Linked DNA regions of Hordeum vulgare: region 1 is linked to region 2. A link is a contact called in public Hi-C data. All regions are on one chromosome and are shown on one strand. Each heading gives the region's core, a stretch centred on a gene start, on an enhancer-like site or on the middle of the called end of the contact. The rest is flanking DNA. Distances are from core to core; before and after follow the strand shown.

What was found. Hi-C and Micro-C count contacts between places; a contact is called where the count stands out from the background.
Region 1: a Hi-C map of seedling shows a contact between it and region 2, with 2.5 times the contacts expected there. The contact joins the promoter of LOC123411065 here to the promoter of LOC123407858 in region 2. A contact is called at or near these places in 1 of 6 Hi-C or Micro-C datasets (seedling) and 1 of 1 datasets of contacts at active chromatin or transcription factors (embryo).

The regions. Positions count from the first base shown.
Region 1 is chr7H:148,905,709-148,909,876 of MorexV3_pseudomolecules_assembly, forward strand. It overlaps LOC123411065 (diacylglycerol O-acyltransferase 2D-like), which reads right to left and starts at 2,359. Exons shown (of 9, transcript XM_045103986.1): 1 at 1,948-2,359; 2 at 1,702-1,776; 3 at 1,523-1,608; 4 at 1,218-1,324; 5 at 966-1,121; 6 at 742-828; 7 at 467-564; 8 at 290-377. The coding sequence starts at 2,150. It also overlaps the pseudogene LOC123408511.
Region 2 is chr7H:148,761,464-148,765,573 of MorexV3_pseudomolecules_assembly, forward strand. It overlaps LOC123407858 (AT-hook motif nuclear-localized protein 25-like), which reads right to left and starts at 2,212. Exons shown (of 1, transcript XM_045101087.1): 1 at 593-2,212. The coding sequence starts at 1,901. The coding sequence ends at 951.

The DNA of each region.
Region 1 (4,168 bases), core at 1,109-3,608, 140 kb after region 2:
GAAAACAATGGCAAACATGCTTTTCTAGGTAACGAGATGGTAAAAGAAGTACTAGTAGTAATACTAGTACTGTTCACGTGTTAGGGAGGTCAAATCCTATTAACGCTTCCGTTTAATGGAGGAGTTGATTTCAGTGGAATAAGTGACCTTCTGTCTAAAGAGGCGAAATGTGCAAAAGATGAACTCTTAAGATAGTCCTATCAGTAATCAACCTATTGTCCTCTACAAGCTTATCAATAGATTGACAAATCTGTTCCTGGCAGCAGTTTGCATGATTATGGGTTTCCACCTCATCAATGGTAGGCAGAGGATTTTTCTTCAGCTCAATGGGTCTTCCAACAACCACATGCATAGGTGACGAGAAAGCGATCGGCGTCCTGCATTCAGATGTACCAGTAGAGATGAAAAACCATTTAAACCGATACCGCAAACCAAAAAATAAATACATCAATATGCAGGGAGTTACCCGTATCTTCCCCAGAAGATAATAGGGGTAAATTTAAGTGCCCTAGCAATGTTCACAAACAATTTGCCTCCTGGCCTCCACCACTTGTAAGCTTTGCTCTGACCAGATGATGACAACACATAATCAGAATAGTGATTTTCCAGGTATGTATTCGGCGATAAGAAGCCAAGAATGAATCAATTCCACAGCTTCCTTTTGCTTTAAGTTTTGCTTTCGAAATTTACAGTTAAAGCAGTCAGGTGGTACATAGCCCGAATAAAAAACAATCTTGCTACCTGTCCGAAGCAGAAGACAGGGACTAAAGGGCAGCCAGACTGCATAGCTATCTTGACAAACCCTTTTCTTGATTTAAGGAAAGCAACCTGCATAACACGGAAGGGTTGGACAAACTTAACTTAGGAAGAGTAGTAGGTGATAAGACTATTATATCTCAAAGTCAATGCTTCTTGCGTATGAGTTGTACAAGAAAGGATGTCCTCGGCGTGTCATAAGCACAAACCTCGGAATCATGATCCATATGAAGAATCTCCTGTATACCTCCGGGCACCACGACGCAACTGTAACCCGCCGCAAGGTACGAGTAGAAATTCTTCCTCGTTGCCGCGATCAGCCCTATCCACGTCCATATCTGCCTCAGGAATGGGGTGTGGAACACCTAACCCAAACGAAGCATTGAACAGAGTGTAAGGAACACAGCCTACTAGCCAATGCAACGAAATTAATCGGCAAGCAAATTCAGGGGGGGCATTACCGCTCTGCTCGCGAGGACTTTGAGCTTAGGAAGAGGCATAAACCCGACATGGTTGGCCAGAGCCGCCACGCCGATGGGCAGCACGGAATGCGGTTCATAGCCAAACACTGCGAACATGGTACTGGACAAGTCAGGCGGGCACAAGCTTTCTGCATAACGGATTTCTGTTTTTCTTGGCCCTTTCGACATGGTCAGCAGGGAAAGTGACGCTGAATCGCCCGGGAAATCTTGGTCGAGACTCCGTAGGTAGATACGATGATCATGGCATCGGCTCTAAAGGGGAAGTGATATTTGAGGGAACTCACCGTAAGCCCTGCTGGAGTCGAAGGCCTCGTAGTCCTCCACGTGCAAGCTAATCGGGAAGTACCCCATGGCGTACTTGCATATGAACCTGCAGCCGCAAGCATAGCAGAGCCATCGGTTGATCATCATCGGTCGAGCAAATTGCAGCAATTAGGAAGGAAGTGGGTAGAGAGGAATGGACCTGCCGATTTTTCGGCCGAGTTTGTCCTCGTCGTTGAGGGGGATGAACATGAACATGAGCTGCAACGCCACCACCCTGCACCATCACATCAGATGAGGATTCGCCTCAGCAACCATGGAAGGCGAGAACAGAATAGTAAAGAAAGGAGCAAAGGAAGGAAGGAAAGGAGATGCTCTTTGGCCTCCTGCTAAGAAAGAAAAGAAAAGAAAAAGAAAGGGATGGAAAGGGACGGGAGGAGGGACGCACAGCGCGGCGAGGCGGAGCGGGAAGAGGAAGAGGGAGGCGAGGATGAGGAGGACGTTGAAGTGGATTCCCCCGAGCCACAGCGCCAGCGCGGCGATCGTCCGCGGCAGCGAGTAGTTGGTGCCCCGGAACACCGTCGCCCCGCCCTCCTCGTCGCCGCCGTCGGCCCGCGGCCTCTCCTCCTCCAGCGCGCCATTCGCGCCCATGTCGCGGAGCCGGGGCGGCGGAAGGGAGGAAGAGGAGAGGAGGTTCCCGACCGGTTGGTCTCCGCCGCTTCCTGCGGGTGTTCCTTGCTCGGAGGCGGGCGGATCCGTCCGGCAAAGGTGCTGCCGGCCGCCGCCTATGCGTTTGGTGCGGTGGCGCCTCGGCCGTCGGATGTGCTGTGCGGTGCCTCGGAATCTCGGATGGAGCGGCGCGTTATAAAGCCGATTCCTGGCTGGTTGTGATAGCACTGCACGGGTGTCGTGCGCGCGCCGCATGCGCTCGACGTGGCGGCCCGCGTCCCGCCGCGCGGCGCGTATCTTCGCTGCCGCGGGACGTCACGGGTTGCTTCGCCCCGTCCGGTCGTGCGTGCCGCTGCTATCTCTGAACGGCGGGGTTGCCAGATGCCACCGCTACCTCGCCTCGCGGCCAAATTCACAATCTTTTTGCAAATTTCAGCCCGATGTGATCCGTTTGTAAAAACCAAAAAAATCTGATTTTTTTTACCGTCATGCGCTGTGACAAACATTCTATCGTCACTTTCTATGGCAGCAGGAATTGGATCAACTGAGACGGCGTCGTTTGAACCTGTTGACCCGACGATGCCATCTGCGCTAATCCGACTCTTTCTGAGGATAAGATGTGTATGATTATCGTCACAGCGGATGATCTTAGAAAACAAATCAGATCTGATTTTTTTTGAGCTAAACTATAAAAAAGGTTAAAACAGTGAAATCGGCCTCGTCTAGCATGTCGGCCGCCTACACGCGAGCGCGAGAGTTCCGGACGGCCGGCGCGAAGAAATGGACCCCGGACGTCCGGCCGTGTGTGCCGCTGCTGTCTTTGGACCTCGGACTTGCGGGCTGATGAGTGATGAGACTGGTACTGTACTGCAACTGTACCTAGCGAGTCGGGGTGCACGAAAGCATCTGCTGCTGTGGAGGTTGGATACTTGGATGTGAGGAATTTTGGAGGAGCGAAAACGTAAAAGCAGTGCGCACAAAGTGTTCTACGCCCCTTCACGCAACACGTCTTGGAATTCAACTCGAATTTGGGGGATACGATGCGATTCCAACGTGCGCGGTCGTAGAATTGAAGCACAAGAACGCCGCAAAGAATAGTTCGTTGACTAGAAACGTTTACGGCAACTCCAACCGACCAACACAAATGAAACGACGATTTTTATCTGTTTGGATCCACCGTCCACTCTGCGTTCGTCCGTTTTTCTGTCGGCCGTCGGCCCAACGCGAACGACTCATTTTATGTCCGCACATTTAGATTAAAAAGACCTTCATACCAACGTCTAATAGTTCATGCCGGCATACATTGCGACCCTATACAAAACCATCACGCAGTTCATGCTGGCACATACCAAAAGGGAAGGGAATCGGCTATGTGGAAGATGCGTGCGGCGACTCCGGCAGCATCATCCGAGGATATGCTGACGAGCCCGTGCTGGCCGCGGCCGCGGCAATGACGGCGACAAGCCTGTGCTGGCTAGGGTTTACCCCTAGATACAACAAGGCCTCCCTCGTTGCCGCCTTCACCCGGACATTGGTGTCTTTCTGTTGCGCGGCGACGGCGATTGTGACGACGGTAACTGCCTCACCCCTTGCATCCTGTGCCTGCCTTCGACCCTTCCTCTTAGCCGACTCCACGGCCCGTTCCTCGGGCGTCAACTCCTCCTTCTTCTTCTTGGGCGGGGCGGCGGCCTTACGGGCGGGCGTGGGCCTTGCCTCTGGCTTCGGCAGCGATGTCGGACGAGGCGAGGGAGGCGATGGCGGCGGCGGTCTCGAGGTCGTCGTCCATGACAGTGGGAGCAGGCGCGGGAGCGAGCGGAAGTGTTTAGGGAAAATGGAGAGAAAAAGTGATCGCTTACCGCCGACTTGCGGGTCAGGGAGGGGAGTAGGCGTGTGTCCCGAGCGTCTGTTTTTTGTTCACGTTGACGTAAATCAGGCTTAAAATTTAATCATGAATGGGTCGCGAGACAAATAAAAAGCGAATTCGCGTCCGTCCGTTTAGA
Region 2 (4,110 bases), core at 962-3,461:
AGCAACGCAACAGCGATTGTAGCCACGCATGCACTGCCAAGAAATAAAGGAAGAGATTGACTGAAACAGCCAGAGGCTCGGTTGCCCCACCGCGCCAGTCTTATCGGCCCATCTTTTCCCTCGACGATATGCTCGAGAACGAGGAGGGTGCAGTCAAACATGCCTTTCGTCGAATGTCAGATGACAAAAACATGTGACATTTCGTGGAGTGGTACTACTATTATCTAGACGCAACATGATCGTATTACTCTGAATTTGTTTGTTCAAGATCGATTTCATTTGAAGAAATAGTAGATGGACGGTCTGTTTACAGTTTACTGCTTGAATAATATTTACTGTATTCGATTTACACTCCCGCTGGCTGGCATGGTTTCATGGCTGGAGCTCGTACCACGCCTCTGCTGCCAAAAGGGATATAGGAGACGGAGACGGAGACCTGAACCTGGCACTAGTAAACAGACAAAACACAGGACTAGGGACATGGTAACTGTAGTTACTCCTTTTTCTGTAGGAGAGGCTCGTCATACTACTAGCACGCTGTACAAATCGTGGTAGAAGAAAATTAATCCTGAAATTATCACAGAGCCAAAACTAGGGTAAGGTTGGGTTCGAAATGTTGATCTGATCAGGAGTACAAAATATTAGTACAGGATTGAACCACCAAACACCGGTTCACCGTCACCGGACATCTACTCTCTTCCGGGCTCTTGTTGCACGATCCAAAATATTTCTTGCGACACTGATACTGGAGCCTAAACTAGTCCACAAAATGTGTTCACCGATAATATTACATTACATGCATTGCGTACTCCACAAATCGGGCTTCCAACACGTACCGCAGACAACATGCTTTCCCACAATGATCGGTCGCAGTTTCTTCAGATCTCCTACAGTAATTCTGATGCGACGCCATTACTGAGATCGACCTTGCTTGAAGACAGCCCAAGCAATCATGGCCTGACGCCGCTCCAGCTCCCCAAGTTGTCTCCGGGTCCGGGCAACTGGTAGCTCCCAGCATTCCCTTCAAGATTGCACAACGGCGCGCCAAGCCCACCGGCCTCGCCTCCGGTCACCTCCGAAGACTGCGACGCCGCAGGCTGCTGCGGTAAAGTGCAAGGTGACTGCGCTGCGGCGCCTCCTCCCTGCGCCTCTGTGGCTGCGGTGGCCGTGCCGGCCTCCTCTGCCTCCCCCTCCAGCGGCAGGCGCTCGTAGACGGCATTGGCGAACGACGCGGCCATGAGGAACACCGGCCCCGCGGCGACGAGCTGGCCGACCACGCTGCCGCCGACGACCTGCCCCTGCCAGCCGGCGAGGTACACGGCGAGGCTGCTGGCGCCCGGGGGTGCAGGCGGCGGCAGCACCGTACCAGAGAGCGACAGGATCTCGAACTGCCCCTGCAGGGTGGCGACGAGGCCGCCGGCCGACGACGCGCCGGGCTGACGAAGCGAGACGTCGGCGACGACCCCGGCGCCGCTGAGCACGCAGACGCCGCGCCCGCGGCGGCGCGCGTACTCGGCGAGGCACTGGACGACGTCGGCGCCGTCGGCGACCTCGAGGATGTGGGAATGGAACGCGTTGGGGCTGTCCCGCGTCACGATGATGGGCGGCTTGGGCTTGTTCTTGGACCCCCGCGGCCTCCCTCGCGGGCGCCTCATCGGCCGCGCGGGTCCCTCGCCGCCATCCGCCAGCACCATGGCCGTTGAGGCGGGCTGCTGCGGGTCGCCGCCGCCCCCGCGTTGCTCGGCACCGGTGCTTCTGTCCGGCGACGCCATGGAATGCTGCTCCGCCTTGACATGCGCGCTGGGGGAGAACGGCGTCGTCTGCTGCTGCTGCGCGAGGAGGAGGTCGAGGTAGTGCGACGCGCCCCGGGGCTCGCCGGCGCCAGGGTCCATCCTGGCCATGGCGCTCTCATCGGCGCGCTCCCACCAATTGCTCGCCGCCAGCTTCTTGGTCTCTTGAGCCTCCGCCTCCTAGCTAAGTCGCTCGCCTGGTATTTCTGCCCAGCGCGGCGCGACGCCGCACAAGCAAAAGCGATAGTGTACCGTGGCCGTAGGCGGTGGGGTTTGGAGCCAGAGACAGTGGCTGTCGATGAGGAACATATTCAGCGATACACCAGGGCATTGGCCGGGCAGGGCCGGGTTTCGGGCCGGGCCTTTCAAAGCCCGGCAACAAAATGCCAAGCCCAGCCGGTAGCCCTGAAAATGACTGTTTTGGTAATACAAAATAATTTATCCTAAAAAATGTCATTCAAACTAATAATAATAAAGCAGGATTAAATAATGCAACTTTATTCAACACATGAAAGCCATTACAGATAAAATGCTTTGGATCGAAGATAAAAAAAAAACTACCGCCTCTTCTTCACTAATGTAAGATGGTTTCGGCAGTCAAACGTCTTGCATTAGTGAATATGGTGTGCAAAATAATTTCTTAAACTAGGAAGTGCAATGAAATCTCTTGGATGCACCTTCTTGAAAATAATTTTTGAAAATGAAATCTAATCAAGCTTCAACGAAGTCACTGCCATTATACTAGACTATCAACATAGTCATTTATGCACGAATTTGACCAGTCACAAAACTACAAGAGAGCCCTTTGATTCGCCCATCCAAAAAGATGAAAAGTCGAGAACAGTGAACATACTTGATTATGACGTCTTCGGTTTAATCGTACGCTAACCATATACGCAAATGCGTACGATCAAACCCAAGGACTCACGGGAAGATATCACAACACAACTCTAGACACAAATAAAACAATATCAGCTTCATATTACAAGTCAGAGGCCTCGAGGGCTAGAATACGGAAGCTCGATAAACACACGAGTCAGCGGAAGCAACAATATCTGAGTACAGACATAAAACAAGGGGATCCTTAGAGAAGGCTAGCACAAAAGATACAACGATCGAACGAGGCGAGGCCTCCTGCCTGGGAACCTCCTAACTACTCCTGATCATCAGCGGCCTCCACGTAGTAGTAGGCACCGTCGGGGTAGCAATCGTTGTCGTCGGGGACCTCCATCTCCTGAGCTCCATCATCTAGTCGCAACAACGGATCAAGGGGACAAAGAGGGAGCAAAGCAGCGGTGAGTACTCATCCAAAGTACTCGCAAGTCTTACATGAGAACTATTATAGGTATGCATCAATATCAAAGAAGGGGGTGGTTATATATGGACTGACTGCAGCAATGCGAGAATAGAGAGAGAAGGCCTAGTCCTATCGAAGACTAGCATCTTCAGGGTCTTGCAGCAATAGACGAGAGTAGAACAGGTCTAACGCATTAATAGTCATATTGTCGCAGCAATATTAAAGTGTGGTCACACCCAGAGATCCTCCCTCGACTCCGTGCGAGGAAGCAATCCCGATGCAACTACTTTCCAGTTAAGTAACCATTGTAGTTGTATAAGATCAGGGCACAACTCCAAGTCGTCCTGTAACCGTGGACATGGCTATTCGAATAGTTAATTTTCATCCATGCAGGGGTGCACCACATGTCCCGTCACGCTTGATAACACTCTGGCCAGACACACTTTTCTGGGTCATGCCCGGCCTCGGAATATCGACACGTCGCAGCCCCACCTAAAACTAATCACACAGGCCAGCCCGCCGGTCTAAATCCTAACCACAAATGGTTCATGGGCCCAGTTCCCCTTCGCGCTCCTGCACGATGCGTGGGCGGCCGACGTCAGTCCTAGCATCCCTTAATCACAAGCGCGATGCATCTCGGGACCACTCGGGCACGCGCCGCTACGTTGCTGACATCTGAAAAGCTTCGGCTGATACGCGACGCCGAGTACCCATAATTCTTCCCGCGTAGCCGGTTAGTGCGAAAAGGTCTCCGACCAACCCAGATCAAACACCCAAATCCATTGACATTTTAATTAGGCCATCGAAACAATCTCGCGGGAATCCACCCGTCTTAACAACTAATCACCAATGATCCGAGTAGCATGGTCGAGTAACTGTGTGGTTGTAACATCGGGGGGAATCCGAGGTATCACCCTCGTTGGACTTCGAACGATGTATTCGTCAAGGTGGGCTTAGAGGAATCACCCTCGGGGGTCCCACGCTTGAGGGGTTGCACGACAGATGCATCGTCGGGAATGGTGA